2 separate regions of the Danio rerio genome follow, and region 2 is linked to region 1. A link is a contact called in public HiCAR-type data. All regions are on one chromosome and are shown on one strand. The core of a region is the stretch at or near the end of the contact, and the rest is flanking DNA. Distances in the headings are between cores, read along the strand shown.

Region 1 (3,913 bases), core at 146-2,645:
AATGTGATAGAATTGCAAGAGAATTATGCTTTTGATTTATTTTTATCTTAAAAAGAACTTGAAATGAATATATCCCACAGTTTCACATATGAATGTTGACAGGTGTGGCTGATGTCAGAGAACAAATTTAAAGTAATAAGATTTTCTGAGGAAATAAACTAGCATCTGCTCTCCTCGACAGGTTTTACATAACACTCTCTCTGTCCTCGCTGTGTGCATAACCTTAGTGAAGTGTTATTGTTCAGCGTTAACAGATATTAAAAACTGAAGCACCATGTTGAGTGGCCCTATTGATGCAATGCGATCTTTTGTTTGCCCTTGTTAAAGCACTCAACGAAGACATGAAACACAGAAACCCTGAATGTCGTGGAAAAGGGTATTAAATAAAGGATCAGACAGAGGCCAAAACCCTGATCACAGACAATCAATGTGTTATTCAATAGTACTTTACACCACAGCACTGACGATTAATGAACACACAGTCCTTATCCTTGACTTTGTCTTCATTGAGTAGACAGGATGTTTTTCTTCCATAGATCTTTCACTCTGTGCTGTTAAAAAGCATTTTACTCTGAATTTAGCAAGCCACTGTTGTTCTAAATTTGGTGACATATGTTAATCGCCACTTGCTTGCACGGTTTGCTGCGCATTGATGGATTTGCTCTTCAGTGTTTAGACTTTCAGCAGTAAAATTTAAACTAAGCTGAACTGAACTAAACTGAACTCTGAAAACTGGACTGATGTAGTTTTAGTTTACTAGAACTTCTATATTAAGCTGCTTTGACACAATCTACATTGTAAAAGTGCAATAGAAAAAAGGATGAATTGAATTGAATTTTAAATACAGAAACTTCCAGAAGGTTTTATAAACTCGGTCCCACTTTATATTAAGTTTCCTTAACTACTATGCACTTGCATCAAAAAATAAATACAATGTACTTACTGTGTTCATAATGTATTTGAGAACACTTGTGGTGCTCTTGAGTTGGGATAGGGGTTGGGTTATGGACAGGTTTGGTGGCATGGGTAGGTTTAAGGGTGGGTTAAGTTGTAAGGGATGGTCAACATTGTATTGACAAATGTAATTACAGAAGTTAATTACTGATGTAATTACATGCAGGTATTTAATCAAGCAGAAGTACACAATAAATACATGCATTTACACAATAAGTACATTGTAACAAACTATTAATCCATGTGTAAGTACATATTAGTTAAGGGCACTTAATATAAAGTGGGACCATAAACTCTTGGACTGGACTCAAGAGGTCTTCAGTTTCCATTCAGTAGCAACATAACAAGGATAAAGAATTACAGTTGGGTACAAAACAGTCCCTTAGTAACTTATAGAGGTTGACATGGCTTGTTAAACAGGTAATTCAGCATTTGGTGCACCTGTTATCTGTGAACTAAGAAGATGATGAATCATTCTTAGTAGTCAAATAACATTCAGAACCGCCAAAGACATTTCCACACAACATAATCTTGCCCACACACTTCTTTTTCTGTAACCTTACAGTAAAATAATGCTGGGTTCCACACAATCGATTTGTGTTGGAAAAACACGAAGGGAATAAGTTAACGTATTAATTTTTTAACAAATTGAAGTAGATTGAATGTAAAACAATTGAGTTGTCCCCCCAAATAACTAAATAATTGTGTTGTTTTAGCTCTTTTAAAATTAGCAGTTTGAATATGAATCATCTTTTTTTTTTTGTGTACAAGAAACATGTAAATCATTACAAAAGCTACCATAATATACAAATAATACTCATTATTTATATTATGTGAAAAACATCCATGTGAAACATGCGGTCACTTTAGCAATATTTATTTGACCAACTTGAACAAAAGGGCAGATCTTTTTGGGGAAAATTTTGTAAAACTCCCCAACATGCAGATCCTAGGTAAAATGGTTGGATTTCACTTCACAGAGTGATGGACTCCATTGGGTTGTTTGAGGAAGAAGTAGAAATCTTTGTGAATGTACGCTACCATTGACTCCTTTTACTCACTCAGTTGACAAGTTCACAAATACAATCAAAAGGGGATGTGGTCTTGTTGGGTTATGGACGTGTTTGTTTTAGTGCTAACAAATCTCAACATTGTTTGGCAAAATTCCCTTAGTGCACCTTAATTAAATCACCAGTGAGATGCCTCACATAAATGCTACCAAAATAATTGTATGTACTCTTGCTATGGTGGTTCAGTGGTTAGCCTTACAGCAAGAAGGCTGCTGGTGCAAGTCCTGCCAGTTGGCATTTCTATGTGGAGTTTGCATGTTCTCCTCATGTTCATGTGGGCTTCCTTCGGGTGCTCAGGTTTCCCCTACAGTCCAAAGACATGCGCTACAGGTGAGTTGGGTTAACAAAATTGCCCATGGTGTGTGAGTGCATGTGTGAATGCAAGAGTGTGTGGGTGTTTCCAGTACTGAGTTGCAGCTGGAAGAGCATGTGCTGCGTAATACATATGCCGAAATAGTTGGTGGTTCATCCCGCTGTTGCGACTCCTGATAAATAAGGGACTAAGCAGAAGAAAAATGAATGAATGAATGTACTCTTCCAAACCTTTATGATTTTCTTTATTTTGCTTAACCTAAAAAATACATATGTTGAAGAAAGCTGGAAATGGGTAAAAGTTTAAGGTCTCTACATCCTTGTTCTTAAGCCAATTCAAGAGTTCACATTTAGCTGATTATTAATGATAAAGCTTGTTTGGCATGCTGTCCCGGGAAAGAGCCTCATAAAATTCTCGAGCCCGGGGCTCCCTCCCATTTGCAAGGGGAGAGGGGAGTTTGAGCTCAGGAAGATCTGGAGAACTCCCCTGCTGTAGTAGCTAATGAACAGTTAGTGATTGCTCTTAAGAGATAACTACTTACTGGGAGCATGTCTATGATGCCAATTTGGATTAGTCAATTAAATTAAGTTGCATGTTTTTGGACGGTGGGAGGAAACCGGGGGAAAGTCACGCGAGTACGGTGAGAATGTATAAACTCCACACAGAAACGTTGGCTGGCTTGGTAAGGATTAGAACCAGTGACGTTCTTGCTGTGAGGAAACAGTGCTAACCACTGGGGCACCGTGCCACCCATCTAGGAAAGGAGGAGGAGCAGAGGTGGAAGGGGGGATTCTTTAAAACGAAAATGGCTGTCATATGGGACTAAGGGAATTTATAGTGGCTAAGGAATCGTCTGATTCTGAATGATGAATTGAATAATGCGGGGCCGGCTGCAAGCAATCATAAGCACGTGATCCTCTTGAAATTAGTTCATAAATAAACTCCACTTATTGCTTATAAGCTGATATGCACACAAAAAAATTGACTCTTGCTGCTTTTTAAAGCTACTTAATTAAAATGAATTGAAAACACAACTCTTAAGGTTTTTGTCGGACAACTTAATTGTTTTATGTTCAATCCACTAAAAATTTGATAAAGACGATTAAGCTAACTCCATCAAATTTTGTTGTCGAAACATAAATGAATTGTGTGAAACCCAGCATTTTTACAGTGTGTGTAATGCCATGTAAAAGCATTATCTGGATTTTTTTTTTTTAAATTCAAATGTGAACATTCGAAGGTACTCTAAAAGAAGTGCTAACATACAAGTGACAGAATCTTACTGTAATTTTTGAGCTGTTGACATTGATGTTTGGGCTGTGAGGTCAGTGCCGGTCTGATAAATCTGGCACACCTTAGAATCTCATGTAAACACTATTTTCTGTGTAGCCAGTTTACTGATGAAAACACATAAAAGCAGTTTCTGAAATAATCAGATTTTTGAGAGTTCTCACAAAAACTGTCCGTGGTTACCAGTTTTTCACCTTTATTCAAAAACAGGTTTGTTAAAAGTAAAATGCAAAGCAAATGCTGACATAATTTCAGTTTTGGCTGTACAGTTAAAGTCAGAATTATT
Region 2 (4,045 bases), core at 1,108-3,607, 130 kb before region 1:
ATGGAGAATTCCTGATGTTCAACAGGAGACTAGAGCCTTGGGGCCGCAACACGGAAAGCTCGATCACCTTTTGATTTGCAAACAGAGGGATCGACAAAAGATTTTAATCATGGGACCTAACAGAGTTTAACCTAGAGGAAATTAAACCGTGGGTTACAGTTTCTAAATTTTATTTATTTATTTATTTTTTTTTAGAAAGAAACGGTTTAACTTTTGCCACCAATCTAAGTTGGAAAAAGCTTCTCTTCACAACTGCATTTACATGCTTGTCAAACTGCAAAAGTGGATCAAAAATTACTCTGAGATTCTTGGCGTGACTGTGCAAATTACTGCTTGTTACCTTTTTGATATCGATGTCCATAATTTGTAAAGAGACAAAATAAATGAGAGTTGTTCTCTTTAGTTGTTTAATAGACTCTCAACTCATGAAGGAGACCATTTCCATATAGTCATTCAAGAATACTGTTACAGAGCTAAAAAAAAATGATGGTCTGAGGGGCTGGAAATATTCAAGATAAACTAAACTCTGATTGTTTTTTTGTGTAAGACACTTTGATTAACATCATAGGTGGACATTAGGGAACTAACATATACTTGGGATTAATATTTGTCTTGTATTTCAGGAGGGAGAGAACTCTGGAAAGAGGAAGGCAGAGGAAGATGAGGAATCTGCTTCAAAAAAGCCCAAAAAGTATGTCATTAGTGATGAAGAAGACGAGGACGGAGATGGAGAACGCGATGGAGACCGAGAGAGAGGCGGGGATATGGATGGAGACGGAGATGGAGATATGGAAGGAGATGGAGATGTGGACAGAGACGGAGATATGGATGGAGATGGAGATGGCGATGGAGAGGGAGACGGAGAGGAAGACGAGTAATTTTTTTTTTCTTATTTTTTTTTTTTTACATAATGTTTTGATCGGCTAATTGTTGGTTAAGTACGTGTTTAGTCCAGAAAATCAATTGTGCAGTTAACTGATTGTATATTTTATAATGTCAGAAGATGCTCATCATTCAACAGGTTAATAAAGAGCAATAACCTCAGTAAGACCTGTGTGTGTGTTTTTAAAATGTGTATCTTGAAAGATAAGACTGTGTGTGAGTGTGTGTGTGCGTGCGTGCGTGTGGGCGATCTTTTTTGAACAGCACTTTAAATTACGTCTTGGTAAAATGATGTCTCGATTTCTGTTGCGATATTAGGATGGTAGGGTCAAAAATTGGTGTCAACAGCATAAAAGCATGGATCCATCCTCCCTTGTATTAATGGTTCAGGCTGGTGCTGGTGGTGTAATGGTATGGGGGATATTTTCTTGGCACAGTTTGGGCCCAGTAGTACCAATTGAGCATCGTGTCAACCAATGCCTCAGCCTACCTGAGAATTGTTGCTGACCATGTCCATCTCTTTATGACCACAGCATACCCATCTTCTGATGGCTACTTCCAGCAACGTGATAATGTGCCGTGTCATACAGCTCAAATGATCTCAGACTGGTTTCTTGAACATGACAATGAGTTCACAGTACTCAAATGATCTCCAGAGTCACCAGTTCTCAATCTAGTAGAGCACCTTTGGGACGTGGTTGAATGGGAGATTCACATTATGGATGTTTAGCTGAAAAATCTGCAACAACTGCATGATGCTATCATGTCAATATGGACCAAAATACCTAAGAAATATTTCCAGTACCTTGTTGAATCTATGCTATGAAGGATTAAGGCAGTTCTGAAGGCAAAAGTGGGTCCAACCTGGTATTAATAAGCTGTACCTAATAAAGTGGCCGGTGAGTGTGTGTGTGTGTGTAATTATATACATATGTAATTTAATTTTTTTTTAATGAATACAGTTTTATATAGTAATTAGTGTTCAGATTTATAGCAATAGGTTATATATAAATATTTGGTAATTAATAAAAAAAATGTCCCTAAATTTATTTTCAAAACTGCTAATAAAATTTGGTGTACTCTATGCTAATTTACAAATAAAAAAAAATCAGTATTACACAAATCTAATTAATGTTTATATGCTAGACGTCACAGGGTTGACTGTCGTTAAAAGGGCTTTAAAATAGAACAATTTTCTTTCTTGGATATATACGTTTAATCAAATGCAGCCTAAAAATAAACTACCTTAGCAACAGCATATAAATGTCCTGCCAACCTCCCACTACTCTTCATCCATGGTGAGATGTATGTTTTCAGAAAATCGACAGACTTAATCCCTTTTTCTATTTTTACGCATGCTTCAACTCGGCATCCAGGCAGTGTTGCGTAAATGACTTCACTTGTAATTCATTCCACAACACTCTCATCAGCACACGGAGGATTCCCCTTTTCATCTTCATTTCGCCTCAGGGTTGTTCTGGCTGGAGTTACGAAATCAAATAAACACGTAATCGCACGCTGTGGCTGTCACACACATTCAAGACCTGCTTCTTCATCTGTAAACACACTCGCAATGTGACGGGTGGGTTTCGTGTCATGTTTCAGATGTTTATGTTAATTTTTAGACACAATATTAATGTTTTGCACTAAAAAGAGTTAATAAGGCAATTTTTAGTGAAATAATCGTGGTTTTCATTCACTGTAAAAAATGCTGGGTTTCACACAATCGTTTTGTGTTGGGACAACTTAAAGGAATTAAGTTAACTGATTAGTTTTTACAAATATAAGAGGATTGGGCATAAAAAAAATAAGTCACAAAAATAGCAAAAACCTTAAGCTTATTTTAGGTAGTTTGAACAAACCGCAAATGTCATTTTCTTGAGTGTTTGTAGAAACAACTAAAACATTAGCTATTCTGAATAAAATAAAATTCTCTAAGTAAAATACATTTATATATATAGCAAACATTAATATTTTACTCAAAATCTTACTCATGGGGAAGATTAAGGCCACTCAATAAAAAAGATTTTAGATTTAAGTAATTATAATGTGATTAAATATTTATTTCAATAAAAAATACAAAGTAAAATGTTAAGAATTAAGTCATTAAATTGAGAAATTTGTGTTTGAGAATACTGGTGGAAGGCCATCTGACGGATAAAACATATACTAGAGAAATTTGGGGTCCGTTCCACTGTGGCAACCCCTGATAAATCAGGGACTAAACAAAAAAAAAAAAAAAATGAGCGATTTAAGAAAAAAACTTGTTGAATTGAAAGTAAAAGTTAAATAAAATGTCCCAACACAAATTATGTTAAATTAATAGTTTTTTACTTTGTCATTGAAGTGAATTAAACATAAAACAATTAAGTTATTTGAAAGAAAACTGCTGAATTGTGTTGTTTCAACTCATTCTAAATTAGTAGTTTAAACAAACAGCAAAAATCAGCTTTTTGACTGTTTTGAGAAAAAAAAACTAGTTAAATTTAGAAAAAAAACAAGTCAAAATTAAATGTTGAGAATTAACCTAATAAATTCTGAGATTAAAGGTTGATATGTTTCGAGAAAAATCAAGGTTATTATATTAAGATTTTTACACTTAAGGAATTTTTTTTATATATCTTTTCAATTGAGTTTCATACATTTTCTTGAAATTTAAGGAGTTTCATCTCACTAAACAGTGACTTTAAAGTCAGTGTGAAATTAAAATTAATAATTAATTTTCTCGCAAAATAGTGATTATAATATGAGATAAAATTAATTAAAATTTAATTTATTTAAATAAGTTTGATTCAGTTGATTAAAATCTCACAAAATAGTGACTTCAAAGTCAGTGTAAAATCAAAATTAATGATTACTTTCCTTAAGCACTTTGGTATATTTAGGAAACAATTATACTCCTTAATAATTAATTAGAGTTGGTAATCTTCAATCAAAGTCTGACCTTTTTTTTTCTCTGTTAATGTCAATTTGACGTTTTTAGAAACAATATTCTTAACCACGCCGCTCCTACCGTTAGTTTGCTATTAGGTTATGATACACAAAAAGAAAGCCATGCCCCCTACTCACTAATCAGTTGCAAGTACATCAACATACTAAAATTAAAAGTGACAGCAACTTCCAGTTCACAACCTTAATCTCGATTTATTAGAAATAGTTTTTA

What was found. HiCAR-type assays count read pairs that join an accessible place to other places.
Region 2: a contact with region 1 is called in a HiCAR-type map of caudal fin, with 6 times the contacts expected there. The contact joins two enhancer-like sites. A contact is called at or near these places in 4 of 18 Hi-C or Micro-C datasets (caudal fin, embryo, hematopoietic stem cells and 1 more) and 1 of 4 datasets of contacts at active chromatin or transcription factors (caudal fin).

Annotation. Positions count from the first base shown.
Region 1 is chr18:42,095,048-42,098,960 of GRCz12tu, reverse strand. No RefSeq gene overlaps it. Among named protein-coding and RNA genes, the nearest start is that of mapk6, 31 kb to the left of the region's middle. Within about 2 kb of position 1,395, at least 3 of the 62 cell types and tissues checked have an H3K27ac peak or open chromatin away from gene starts, as enhancers often do. A contact at or near this core is called in caudal fin, where this site is marked.
Region 2 is chr18:42,230,528-42,234,572 of GRCz12tu, reverse strand. It overlaps leo1 (LEO1 homolog, Paf1/RNA polymerase II complex component), which reads left to right. Exons shown (of 11, transcript NM_207067.1): 11 at 624-1,048. The coding sequence ends at 878. Among named protein-coding and RNA genes, the nearest start is that of leo1, 30 kb to the left of the region's middle. Within about 2 kb of position 2,357, at least 9 of the 62 cell types and tissues checked have an H3K27ac peak or open chromatin away from gene starts, as enhancers often do. A contact at or near this core is called in caudal fin, where this site is marked.